Linked DNA regions of Macaca mulatta: regions 1 and 3 are each linked to region 2. A link is a contact called in public Micro-C data. All regions are on one chromosome and are shown on one strand. Each heading gives the region's core, a stretch centred on a gene start, on an enhancer-like site or on the middle of the called end of the contact. The rest is flanking DNA. Distances are from core to core; before and after follow the strand shown.

The links. A called contact is a pair of places that touch in the nucleus more often than the background predicts.
Region 1: a Micro-C map of CD4 T cells shows a contact between it and region 2, with 6 times the contacts expected there. The contact joins two enhancer-like sites. A contact is called at or near these places in 2 of 14 Hi-C or Micro-C datasets (CD4 T cells and liver).
Region 3: a contact with region 2 is called in a Micro-C map of CD4 T cells, with 11 times the contacts expected there. The contact joins the promoter of IQGAP2 here to the enhancer-like site in region 2. A contact is called at or near these places in 3 of 14 Hi-C or Micro-C datasets (CD4 T cells, fetal cortical plate and liver).

The regions. Positions count from the first base shown.
Region 1 is chr6:82,687,866-82,691,734 of T2T-MMU8v2.0, reverse strand. All of the region lies in intron 12 of SV2C (synaptic vesicle glycoprotein 2C), which reads right to left. Among named protein-coding and RNA genes, the nearest start is that of IQGAP2, 72 kb to the left of the region's middle. Within about 2 kb of position 1,479, at least 8 of the 40 cell types and tissues checked have an H3K27ac peak or open chromatin away from gene starts, as enhancers often do. A contact at or near this core is called in CD4 T cells, where this site is marked.
Region 2 is chr6:82,902,766-82,906,705 of T2T-MMU8v2.0, reverse strand. All of the region lies in intron 2 of IQGAP2 (IQ motif containing GTPase activating protein 2), which reads right to left. Among named protein-coding and RNA genes, the nearest start is that of F2RL2, 83 kb to the left of the region's middle. Within about 2 kb of position 1,260, at least 9 of the 40 cell types and tissues checked have an H3K27ac peak or open chromatin away from gene starts, as enhancers often do. A contact at or near this core is called in CD4 T cells, where this site is marked.
Region 3 is chr6:82,760,063-82,764,009 of T2T-MMU8v2.0, reverse strand. It overlaps IQGAP2 (IQ motif containing GTPase activating protein 2), which reads right to left and starts at 2,193. Exons shown (of 36, transcript XM_015140297.3): 1 at 1,540-2,193. The coding sequence starts at 1,585.

The DNA.
Region 1 (3,869 bases), core at 230-2,729, 220 kb after region 2:
GTTGTTTGACTGCTGTCTTTGTTCTCCAATAAACTGATGGGAGGCAGAGGTGAGAGAAAGTGGTTTCTTTCCCTGCGCTGTTGGTATCTTTCAAATGCATCTTGTCTAGCCTTCAGTGATTTTTCTTCTTCCTGCCACCTTTGCAGTTTTTGGTTCAGGTTTTCCTGATGTTCTAGCCCTGATCACAGATCCCCAGGGAACCACCCTCTTCCCACTGCCCCCAATACCAGTCTGCCCCCCTCTGCAGACCTGAATTACTTCAAGGGGAAGTCGATTAATGGCTTATGTTAATGAAAGAAGCTTTTCACTTAGTCTGAGCTCTAGGAGGGATCATTAGGAAGGGGAGGGGGAGGCAGGGGGGCCTCAGGGGAGTTAGGACATCTCTGAATATAATGATTAGTAGAAACAAAAGCTTTCCCTTCCTGGGGGCCCCCAGCTATGGCTTGCCTGAAAATGCCTATAATAAGTAACAAGAAGAAACCTCTAACGAGGCAGTTAAAAAAGGAATATTGTTTAAATATGGGATTTATTCCTGGCTTCTGGTGATTGGCTGCAAGTCTACAAGGAAGGTTCAGATTTCAAAGAAGATGTGTAAAAAGGACGAGCCTGGGGGAAGGGGAGCCCGAGAGGCGAGAAGGTCATGTAGCTGACAGCGGGCCCGTGGGAATGTCCTGGCTGACCTCTTTCTTCCAGGCCCAGGCAGATTCCAGAGGTAAAATGAGCAGCCAAACAACCACAGGAGATGGTCTGTCTGTGAGAAGGCCCCTCAGGAGTGCGGGCAGGCTGTGATTTTACAGCGAGCTAGGAGCGCACTGAGCAGTGGGCCAGCCCTGGGGAAGCCAGAGGGACAAACCCGCTTTGGTGATGCCAGCGGGGAAGCTGAATGTCAACTGCGGGGCAGGTGAGGTGGGGGTCCTGGTGGGCCAGTCCCACAGAAAAGAGGTACCAGAAAGAGGCACCATTTTGTATTTCCAAATGGCTCTAGGTGTGAATTTCTTCCTAATTTGCAATTTACAGTTTAGGTATCCACTGGCAATCTCTAGACTAGAGACAGTGTGGGTAAGTGGCCGAATCAGGTAGGCAGACAGTTTTTAAGAAGCAGCTTTCTTTCCTTGATTCTGCTGTCTGGCAAGACCAAGGGCAGCTGAAGGAGTGGGGGTGGTAAATGGAGGCAGAAGCTCTCTCTCGGATCTCTGATTTTCAAACATTCTGAACCACGTGCCACAATCACAGACACTGTTACAGTCCTTTTTCCTCACACTCTTCAGAGGTTTAATTGGGCTTTCTGACAGAAATCTTGCTTATGCAGCTCACTCAGATTTTTGCTGCTAATTGCAGAGCTTTTATTTTTCTTGTCAGCAGAGTCACCTTAATTGTCTTGCCCCAAAGAGCCCCACCCAGCCCTGTTTGGTGCCACATGGTTTTCTTTGAAAGGCTCTGCTATAACAGCAAGAATTACTGGGTGTCCTTTTCTAAGTAAACAGGAAATATCACTGTGTCAGAAAAAAAAAAAAAAAAAAAAGAATCCCTCTTCTCAGCACAAATGCAATAATGTGCCGACTTATATTTCCTGTTAATGTTAAATTAGGAGCAGGATCTATTTCTTACACCAGCCCAGCCTTCTTAGCTTCTAAACTTTCAATAAGCACAACCCCAGGGAAGCCTGGCTGCCGAGGGCATTTTAGAAATGCTTCCACTGATTTGCGGGAGGCAGTAGCATCACAGTTTGGAAAGATAATAATGCATTAAAACAAAACAAACAAACGAACAAACAAAACCTGTGCAAAATCACAAAGGGGCAAGATGATATGCTTCTAAATTTTAAGTCACAGCAAGTGTTTATGTTCTGATACTTGATCACCTTTCTATATAGGAAAACTCTGAAGCCTTGAGTCAGGAAGGAGAATTGACCCAGGGCAGGAGGAAGAAACGCAGGAAGGATGGCTTTTTTCCCATTACATCAGAACCTGGGTTCGTGTGTCAGGCAGGCGCAGCCCAACGAGTCCTCCACACACGAGCACGGTAGAAGCCAGCAGGATGGGGATTGATTTGGTGATGCTGACCAGAGAGCCGAATATTAAGTTTCCCAAGACGGCTGCTGCCTTGCATAGCGCATTTAAGAAGCCAAAGCCTGTTGCCCTGCAAAGGAAAGAGACATGAACAAGGTTGAGAAAATGCCTTCCACGATTCCAACTTTAGACCAAAAAATCCTAGATTTTCAATGATCTTCACTCAGATTGTGTTGTATATTGGGAGCAAATCAATGCTTGTTAGCAAATCTGGGAGTAGAGAATCCTAGCTGTTGGTATTGTTCCTCCAGCCCTCTGTTGACTTTCTTACCATAGCTCCCATTGACTCCCACTCCGCCTATAAGTCCCAACGTATTGTGAACAGAAAGAGAGAAAAAATTGTACGGAGTATGAAACATCTCTAGTGGTTTAACGTTGTTGGAAGGAGGGGTCTTTTTCATTTTTTTAGAGATTAGGTCTTGCTCTGTTCCCCAGGCTGGAGTGCAGTGGTGTAGTAATTGTTCACTGCAGCCTCAAACTCCTGAGCTCAAGCAATCTTCCCACCTCAGCCTCCTGAGTAGCTAGGACTACAGATGTGTGCCACCATACGCAGCTAATTTTTATTTTTATTTTTTGTAGAGATAGGGTCTTGCTATGTTGCCCAGGTGAGTATAGTGGTACAATGATAGCTCACTGCAGCCTCCACCTCGCAGGCTCAAGTGATCCTCCCACCTCAACCTCCTGAGTGGCTACCTGGGACTACAACTGTGTACTGCCATGCTCAGCTAATTTTTATTTTTATTTTTGTAGAGATGGGGAATCCCCCTATGTTGCCCTGGCTGGTCTTGAACTCCTGGGCTTAAGCAATCCTCTTGTCTTGGCCTCCCAAAGTGCTGGGATTACAGGCATGAGCCACTATACCCTTCAGGAAGGCTCTCTTAAATCAAACTTTAATTCTACTCTATCCAAACGCTTCTCTCAGGAACAAAACAGGCATAAAGCACAGTTCATTAGAGAGAGGCAGGTCACCTCTGCTCAGTGTGGAAAAAGCTGGGCCACCTCCTCTTATCCCAGGCAAAGGGTGGAGACGGTGATATAGAAAAATTGAGCAGTTTCTCATCTCTTTACAAGAGTGACTTGTTATTTTGTTTTGTAAATTCCCATGATTTCAGAAACATCTATGTTTAAATGGAAATTTAAATTTCATTCCGGCCGGGCGCGGTGGCTCAAGCCTGTAATCCCAGCACTTTGGGAGGCCGAGATGGGCGGATCACGAGGTCAGGAGATCGAGAGACGATCCCGGCTAACACGGTGAAACCCCGTCTCTACTAAAAAATACAAAAAAATAGCCGGGCGAGGTGGCGGGCGCCTGTAGTCCCAGCTACTCAGGAGGCTGAGGCAGGAGAATGGCGTAAACCCGGGAGGCGGAGCTTGCAGTGAGCTGAGATCCGGCCACTGCACTCCAGCCTGGGTGACAGAGCAAGACTCCGTCTCAAAAAAAAAAAAAAAAAAAAAAAAAAAAAAAAAAAAAATTTCATTCCAAAGTTAAAATGTATGACAGGCTGAGCACGGTGTCTTACACCTGTAATCCCAGAACTTTGGGAGGCTGAGGCTGGAGGATTTCTTGAACCCAGAGAGTTTGAGGCCAGCCTGAGCAACATAGCAAGACCCTGCCTCTATTAAATAAATAAAGAGGAAAAAACTGTTGTAAGTGCAACAATATATTTAGATTTCTTTTACTCCCTATTTAATTAATTTATTTTCATGCTAAGTGTTTTATTTTTTATTTATTTTCTATTTTACTTTCAGTTCTGAGATACATGTGCAGAATGTGCAGGTTTGGTACATAGATATACGTGT
Region 2 (3,940 bases), core at 11-2,510:
CTTGGCTCTGAGGATTGTAGACTCTCTTGTGAACCTTCATGGGCTGTAGGAACCCCTGGGGGATTCAGGGTCTTTACTCCTTGACAAAGAAGGCATGTTAAAAATTGTTTCAAATGAAGGTTCTTATCTTAGAAGTCAGTTTATTTCCTGTCTGCCAGCTTTTTGGTCAGATCAGCAGACATCTGGGGTGCCGTGCCTATGGGAGCAGGAAGATGACAATGGGCCGCCAGGGGAGCGTGGCTTTGGACTGGCTAGAAAGTGATGCCTACGGGGACCCATTCCTACACATGTTCAGGAGTGGGGCATGTGAACTGCTACCCACAGTGAATTCTCACTCAGAAAGCCTTGCAGGTGCCTAGGAGTTTCCAGACAGATCATTAAGTACCATTTCACTTGCCTAACAATTTCATTATTGTTCTGTATTGACATAGACATCAGAAATGGAGAAAACTTCTTTCCATGGCACACCCTAATGGGGGGAAATGTAAATCAACCTGACCAAAAAAAAAAAAAAAAAAAAATCCAAACTCGTCCCACCTACCTTGAGAAATAAAAGACAAGTGGAGCTTTTAGGACGGAGGGGCAAGATGAAGCCAGAAAACAAACTGTTACAAAATAAGAAAATACAAGTCCAAACTCACAACTGACTACTATGCCCAGTTAGGAAAAAGAAGACAGATAAGAAGAGACTGATAGATGCAGAAAGAAACTGGCTGAGAAGCGGAAGATAAACACATGCACCATGGATTTCCCTGACAGGAAGCACATATCATCAGGACTGACTTGGTGACAACGAGGTTCCCAGCTCCATCATCTGGGCAAATGATCAGCAGCTCCTCAGAGAAACATGCCGGAGGGCGAGACGCCTGAGAGCGGAGGCGAGGAGGCTGGTCCACCCAGGCTCCGAGGCCCACTTGCACATTTACATCCCTCTGACCACCATCCAGCACTGGCTCTTGATCACTGAAACGCTTCACCTTTAATGAAGTCATTAGCGACCACACAGAGAGATGGGCTGAAAACCACAAGGGGTGTCATGCGAAGGTTTGAGGGAAGAGGAGCTGGTTATAAGAGAACTCTATTCCACTCTGGCCTTCTTAAGTTTCAGGAAATATGGCTTGAGCAGCAGTACAGCCAGCTCTGTGCAATAACAAATCATGCTGCGAGGGTGTTCTGGGCCGGCTTGGGTTTCACAATGCCTCCATTTCATGGCTGTGACGCAGCCTCACCCTACACCTTCCAGTACTGATTATCTGTAAGACACAGGATCTGAAGCGGCCAATTATCATCGTCACAATCTAAACAGCTACAGCCACTGCTAACTGTATTTCCTGACCACAGACATGAAACATTTGTATTTCTTATGCCTTAACTCTAGCACATACAAAGGCTATTAAATGAATGAGCACACACACAGATATAAAGTCCTTGTATATGTGAAAAGATTTCTCTATAACATAAACAGTGGACACAACTAGCAAGCAGAGGCCTACAATTAGGTAGCAATAACAGAGGAGCCACTCTATGTTAGAATGTGGTAGAGCTAAAAGGGTGTATCTACCTGATGGGCAGATGCAAAACATGATATCCAATTGTTCCAGGTATGAGGAAACAGATTTAAAGCAACTTTTAACCAGTAGAAACCAATCTGTTGATAAGACCCGTCCCTCAAGGGGCTCAAGGGATGCAAGGATAAATGAGGAGATTTCAGATTTTATCACGCAAGGAAGTGTCAGTGGAGGTATTAAGTAGCTAGGTAGAACAGAAGTATTAGTCATATCTAATCACCTCAATTATTTATATAAGTTGGAATAAATCCAAACTAACTTTAGCCTCAGAAAATCCACTGTAACAGGGCTTGGAAACAGGTACCTGGCAGGGGTGAGGCCGGTACTGGTAAGGAACAAAGCTGGCTGGGTGGGAGTTGTAAGCAACTTGGCTCTAGCTCACAGCTACTTGTGAAAATGTGGACCACAAGGGCCTGAGCTTTGGGATTTCCTAAAAAGTGGAAGATTCAGATTTTTTATGAGTTCTTCTGATTTTTAAATGCTCACAACTAACTGAAAAGTAGTGGCCAGGCACAGTGGCCCATACCTGTAATCCCAACACTTTGGGAGGCCAAGGCAGGAGGACTACTTGTGCCCAGCAGTGTGACACCATCTCTATAATTTTTTTTTTTAATTAGCAGGGCATGGTGTTGCATGCCTGTAGTCCCACCTACTTAGAGGGCTGTGGTGGGAGCATTGCTGCAGCCCAGGAGGGTGAGGTTTCAGTGAGCTGTGATTGCATCACTTTGTGCTAGTCTGGGTGACAGAGCAAGACACTATCTCAAACACACACACACACACATGCACGAAAAATAAACATTCTGCACGTTGAATCAATCACATCTAAAACTCTTATTACAGTATTTCAAAGGAGGTGAAACTATGCTCTGTATGTTCTCACATAGGTGAAGGTGGGTTATGAGTTTGTAGGGGAGAAGTTGCTCTTTCCAGCATTCTTGAAAAATAGAGCTTTCTTAATGATAAGCAGCTATATAAAAGTAGAACTGGGATATCAGGGAAACGCACATCAAACCATAAGGCAATATTACTTTATTAAGATGGCTACTGGTTTTAAAGAAACAAAAAATAACAAATGATGGTGAGGATGATGAGAAATAGAAATTGAAACACTTGTGAACTGTTAGTGGGAATGTAAGATGGGGCAGCCACTGTAGAAAACAGTTTGGTGGCTCCTCAAAAAGTGAAACGTAGAATTACTTTGTGATCCAGTATAGGTATTATAATATCCCCAAAGAATTAGAAGCAAAGACTCAAATATACACTTGCACCCCAAATTAATTGCAGCATCAGTCATGGTCACCAAAACATGGAAGCAACTCAAGTGCCCATCAACAGATGAATAAACAAAATGTGGTATATATCCATACAATACAAAATTATTCGGCCATGAAAAGGAATAAAATTCTGATAAACGCCACATGAATGAAACTTGAAGACATGACACTAAGTAAAAAAGCCAGACAAGCACCAAAGGACACATATATTCTATAATTCCACTTATATGAGGTACCTAAAGTAGGCAGATCACAGAGGCAGAAAGTAGAATAGAGGTTACCGGGGGCTAGGAGGAGGGGGAATAGGGAATTATTTTCAATAGATACAAAGTTTCAGCTTTGCAAGATAAAAATTTCTGGAAATGGAGAATGGTGACGTTGCACAATGTTGTAAATGTACTTAATGCCTCTAGATTGTACATTTAAAAATGGTTAGAATGGTAAATTTTACATTATATATATTTCATCACGATAAAAAAAAGAAAAGCTGTGATATGTGTGGAGAAGATAGGTGTCTTTCAAAAGGAGGTGCCTTTCTTACATGATGGCTTTTTCTGCAATCAATACAGAAATAAGCACTATCACTCATTAGACATTAGAGTCTGGCTATGCCCTTGATGAAGTGTTGGGACCTTATTACTTCCTGGGAACCTTGCTGCTCTACAGGAATCTTCCCCAGGGCTATCATGTATGGTTGTGTAGGTGGCACACTGTACACCGGAACCTAGCCCGGGGGCCAGCCTGTGTGCTGCAGGCCAGGTCCTGTGCCTGGAGGAGGGAACATCTTTTCCTTCTTGAAAAGGCACTATAGGCTAAGAGTAGCCCTGATGTTCTGCATGCTCAAATTGGTCTTCTCTTCTTACTTCTGTTCATGGTACCCTCTCCTTTCATGGATCCCAGGTTGACGCTATAAAGTCATTCCCTGTTCTCATCCCAGTGCGCTGTTGGCTGCCAGCAACTCTGTGCCTCTCTCCCATTTCATCCCCTCCTTCCCACTCTCACTACCGCTTACCATGGTCGGGCCCTTTGACCTCTGGTCTGAACACTGACCTATAATCTAGCGCTCCACACCTCCATCTCCTCCTCCCCTGGATGATC
Region 3 (3,947 bases), core at 944-3,443, 140 kb after region 2:
AATGAGGGCCGACATTAATCATGTGACAGCAAGAAATCATTTGCTCATGTAGATTCACCTAGTTTACAGAAGTTTGTGGTTATCTTACCATTTGACACAGTGAAGCCACCATATGTTCTGAGAGCTTGTCACATTAAAGTACTTCCATCAACCTAAGGTTGGCACTGCAAACACTGAATGAGAACAGCATTCCTCCTTGAACCCAATGGGTTCTGCTGTCTGTGTGGTTTACTAAAAGGCAAAAAGCTGGGTCCCACCTGAGGCTGGCACTGCAAACACTGAATGAGCACAGTGTTCCTCCTTGAACCCAAGAGGCTCTGCTGTCTGTGTGGTTTACCAAAAGGCAAAACGCTGGGTCTCAGTCAACTGCTGAATGCATTAGAGTACAGAGGCTACAGCCCTCAGGCCTGCCCCTCACTGCAAGGGTAACACAGGAAAGATAACCTCCCATCTTCGACAGGCCAGCGGGGAGGAGGGGAAAGAACCTACACAAGTTGAGCAGCCCTTTTTCAGTTAAGCAAGTCAGTGGCCTTAAGCACCACCCAAAACCACACACACACACACAACACCCTGCTGAAGGTATCACCACCTTAACCCAAACCTGGTACCTCTGCCACCAAGGCCAGCCTGGGCAAAGATTAACCTGTGGTCTTCGGCCTTGGGTTCACTGACAGGGCCACCTTGGAGAGACAGCGGGCCAACTTTCTGTTTGTTTTAAAGGAAATGCTTCCTGGCACATGTTTAGGACTCTGAACTCTGCATATGAAGCCACGTGGTTAGTGTTAATCTGGCTCCATCCACTCACGAACGGCCAAAGCAACCTCTTTCCGAGGGCAGCCCTGGCTGGGTAATCGACACCATCTCGTTCAAGTCACGCGGGCTCCCACCGGATTCCCCGGAGCCTAGTGCCGCATCCTCTCCACACAGCAATCCTCCCATGCGAGGGGAGCGGGGAGGAAAGGGGTTAGGGGGTTTCAGCGAGGAGGGACACACACCTGTGAGGCCAATGGCTCTAGCGGCTCAGGTGAAGTCCGAGGGCGCGGGACAGGAGGAGACGCCCGCCCTTCCAGTCAAGCCGACTTTGCACTAGCAGAGTGCGCCGGCGCCCTACTTGTGATGCCCACCTGTAGCCACAGCAAACAAACTTTCCCCCCTTTCTGGGTTGGAAGAATCCGGTGCCTTACGCCACCCCCTGGCCCAAGCCGGTGGCGGCCCGGAGCTCCGCGGACTCCTCACCTGATACCCCCAAAACCCCAACCTGGTCTGTCCCAGAGCGCAACCCCCGCACTGCCCACCCACCCATTTGGGGTATGCAGAGTGGAGGGTCTGGGTTGCCAGCTGGATATTAGGAATGGGGGGTGCGGGGGGACGCGGTTCACTGCCCTTTGCAACTCCAGCTCCCAACTTTGCCAGCCGCGCAGCCGCTGCCTTCCAGTTCCCTCTGCGCCGCGCAACCGGCTCCGTCAGCTTCTCCTACGCCGTCCTCTGGGAGGGAGCTCCCCAAGGCCAGCCGGAACCCCGCGCGCCCGGCGCACTTACAGCCATAGCGGGGTCTCTGCAGCGACGGCAGCTCTTCGCGGGGCATCCTGCGCGGCTCCGGGGGCCCGCCCGGGGCGCGCCCCCCGCGGCTCCCCTCGCTGGCCAGGCTCGCGGGCTCTGCGCCCCGCCGGCGCGCTCGGATCCCGCCTCTCGCCGATTTCTCGGGGCCGCCCGAAGATCTGCGACCCGCTCCCTCGGTGCTCTCTCGCCAGCGCCAGCCACGGCCGCCGCGTGCTGACACTGGAGTAAAAGTGAACTCTCTTCCCTCGCTCCCTGGCCGGCCGCCGCCGCCTCCCGCAGCAGGTTTCCTTTCTCCTCCAGCCAGGCCCCGTTATTCACCGCGGTGGGAGCGCGCGCCGAGACGCAGCGACCCCTACCGCGTACCGGCCGCAGCGCCCAGGCCGCGTGGACCCGCCCCTTCTCCCTCGGGGGAGAGGGAAGGGGCCGAGAGGGACGCTGGGCCGGGACCCCCTGCAGCTGGGGCCCCCGCACAGCTGGTGGCTTGGGGGTGGCGGCCGCCCCGCCTTATTTCTCGCTTCTGGAGCGTTTCGAGGGTGGAAGTGAACCAACGCGGAGAAGTGCAAGAAAAACCGCAGAAGTCACAGGCAGCCCTGCGTGTCCGGGGTGTTGCTCAGTTACTGAGGGACAAACAGCGCGGTTCCTTTTCCTCTGGGGAGATTTCACGTTGACTTTTGTTCGTCGTCTTCGTTTTTTTTTTTTTTTGTTTTTTGTTTTTTTTTTGTTTTTTTGTTTGTTTTTTTGTTTTTTTGTGTTTTTTTTTTTTTTTTGCTTCGAAACTTGCTTCTGTCACTTTTTGTCTACAAAATAACAGGGTTCCCCTTATGACAAGAAACTTGAGTGTATGTGTGCTGGAGGAACAAGATAACCCAAGCAAGCACTCAAAACACAACTGCGAGTCATCCCCCTCCCTCCGATCACCTTGTGCCCGCCCCTGCCCCAATGTGCAGAGCCTTCGCTCAAGCCCAGCTGGGGTCGCAAGCCACAGAAACCTTTTCCGGCTAAGCTTTTAAGGAAATTAAACTGCATGTGGCTGTTTTGAAATTGGGGTTTTCATGCGGTCGCCAGGAGCTATTTTTCTCTTTGTGCCTCAGCGTGATAAAATCTGGAGGGAATGCGGGACGCTTCTGTATCTGTGCCCTCACCTGTTTGACAATTGTGAAATGTGTAGGTGACCCGATAACAGGAAAAACAAACTGAGGGAGGGCGATAAGAAATTATTTAGACCCGGGCGCGGCGGCTCACGCCTGTAATCCCAGCAGTTTGTGAAGCCGAGGCACAAGGATCCCTTGAGCCCAAGAATTCCAGACCAGCCTGGGCAACATAGCAAGACCCCCGTCTCTACAAAAAAAATGAAAACATAAAAATTAGCCGGGCATGGTGGGTGCGCCTGCAGTCCCAGCTACTCAGGAAGCTGAGGTGGGAGGATTGCTTGAGCCCGGGAGGACGAGGCTGCTGCGGGTTGTGATTGCACCACTGCACTCCAGCCTGGGTGACAGTGCAAGACCCTCGGGGGGGAAAAAAAAAGAAAGAAAAATTGTTTCGCTAAGGAAATGGTGGCATAGTGACACTAATCATTTTTTATTATGCAAGGATACAGAGGATGACCAGCTGTTTTCCATTTCAGATAGGAGAGGTAGTCCTTCTCAAACTTGTTGAAACTCAGATTCTTGGGCCCCACCCTCAGAATTTCCGACTCAATGGGTCTGGGCTGGGGCTCATGAATTTGCATTTCTAATTTCTAGCATACTGCCAGGTGATGCTGACACTGCAGAGCGTGCTTAGAGTAGCTCTGTGAGTAGTAGATGCGCACAGGGACGTAAACTGTACACAGGGAACTCAATTCAGACGGATAGCAAAATAATTTTTTTCCCCCTGGTGGCATTAGATTCTCACCTGTTTGGAATGGGATGAATTGGGTTTTCCTTTCTTAAAAAGCAGATGCCTCTCAGTATAAGAACAATTCAAAGGTGAAATGGCCACATTTGAGGCACAGCACCCTGTCAATCGATATTCACCCAGAGGAGAAATGTGAAAGGCGATTTTCCTGCATGTCAGGAGATGCTGAATTAAATGATGTCTAAAGTTCATTCCATCTCTGTTGTTCCATTTGTGAAGTGTTAACAATTAAGTACTTAACACATACTAATTTTCTTGTAAGTGTATGACTTAGAGACCAAATAAATGAGTAGTCTATATATTTAGAGGTGGGCAGAAAATCACCGTAAACTAAAATGGTCCAGGAAGGTGATAGGGTTTGAAAGTGTGGCTTGAAGTGGAAGTGTGGTAAAAGCTGGATGGAGAGCATCCAAGGGAAAGAGACAATGAGGTGGAGCACAGGGCTGGGTTGGAGCTGGATTGGTTGGACTGGATTGGAGCCATGAAGCTGT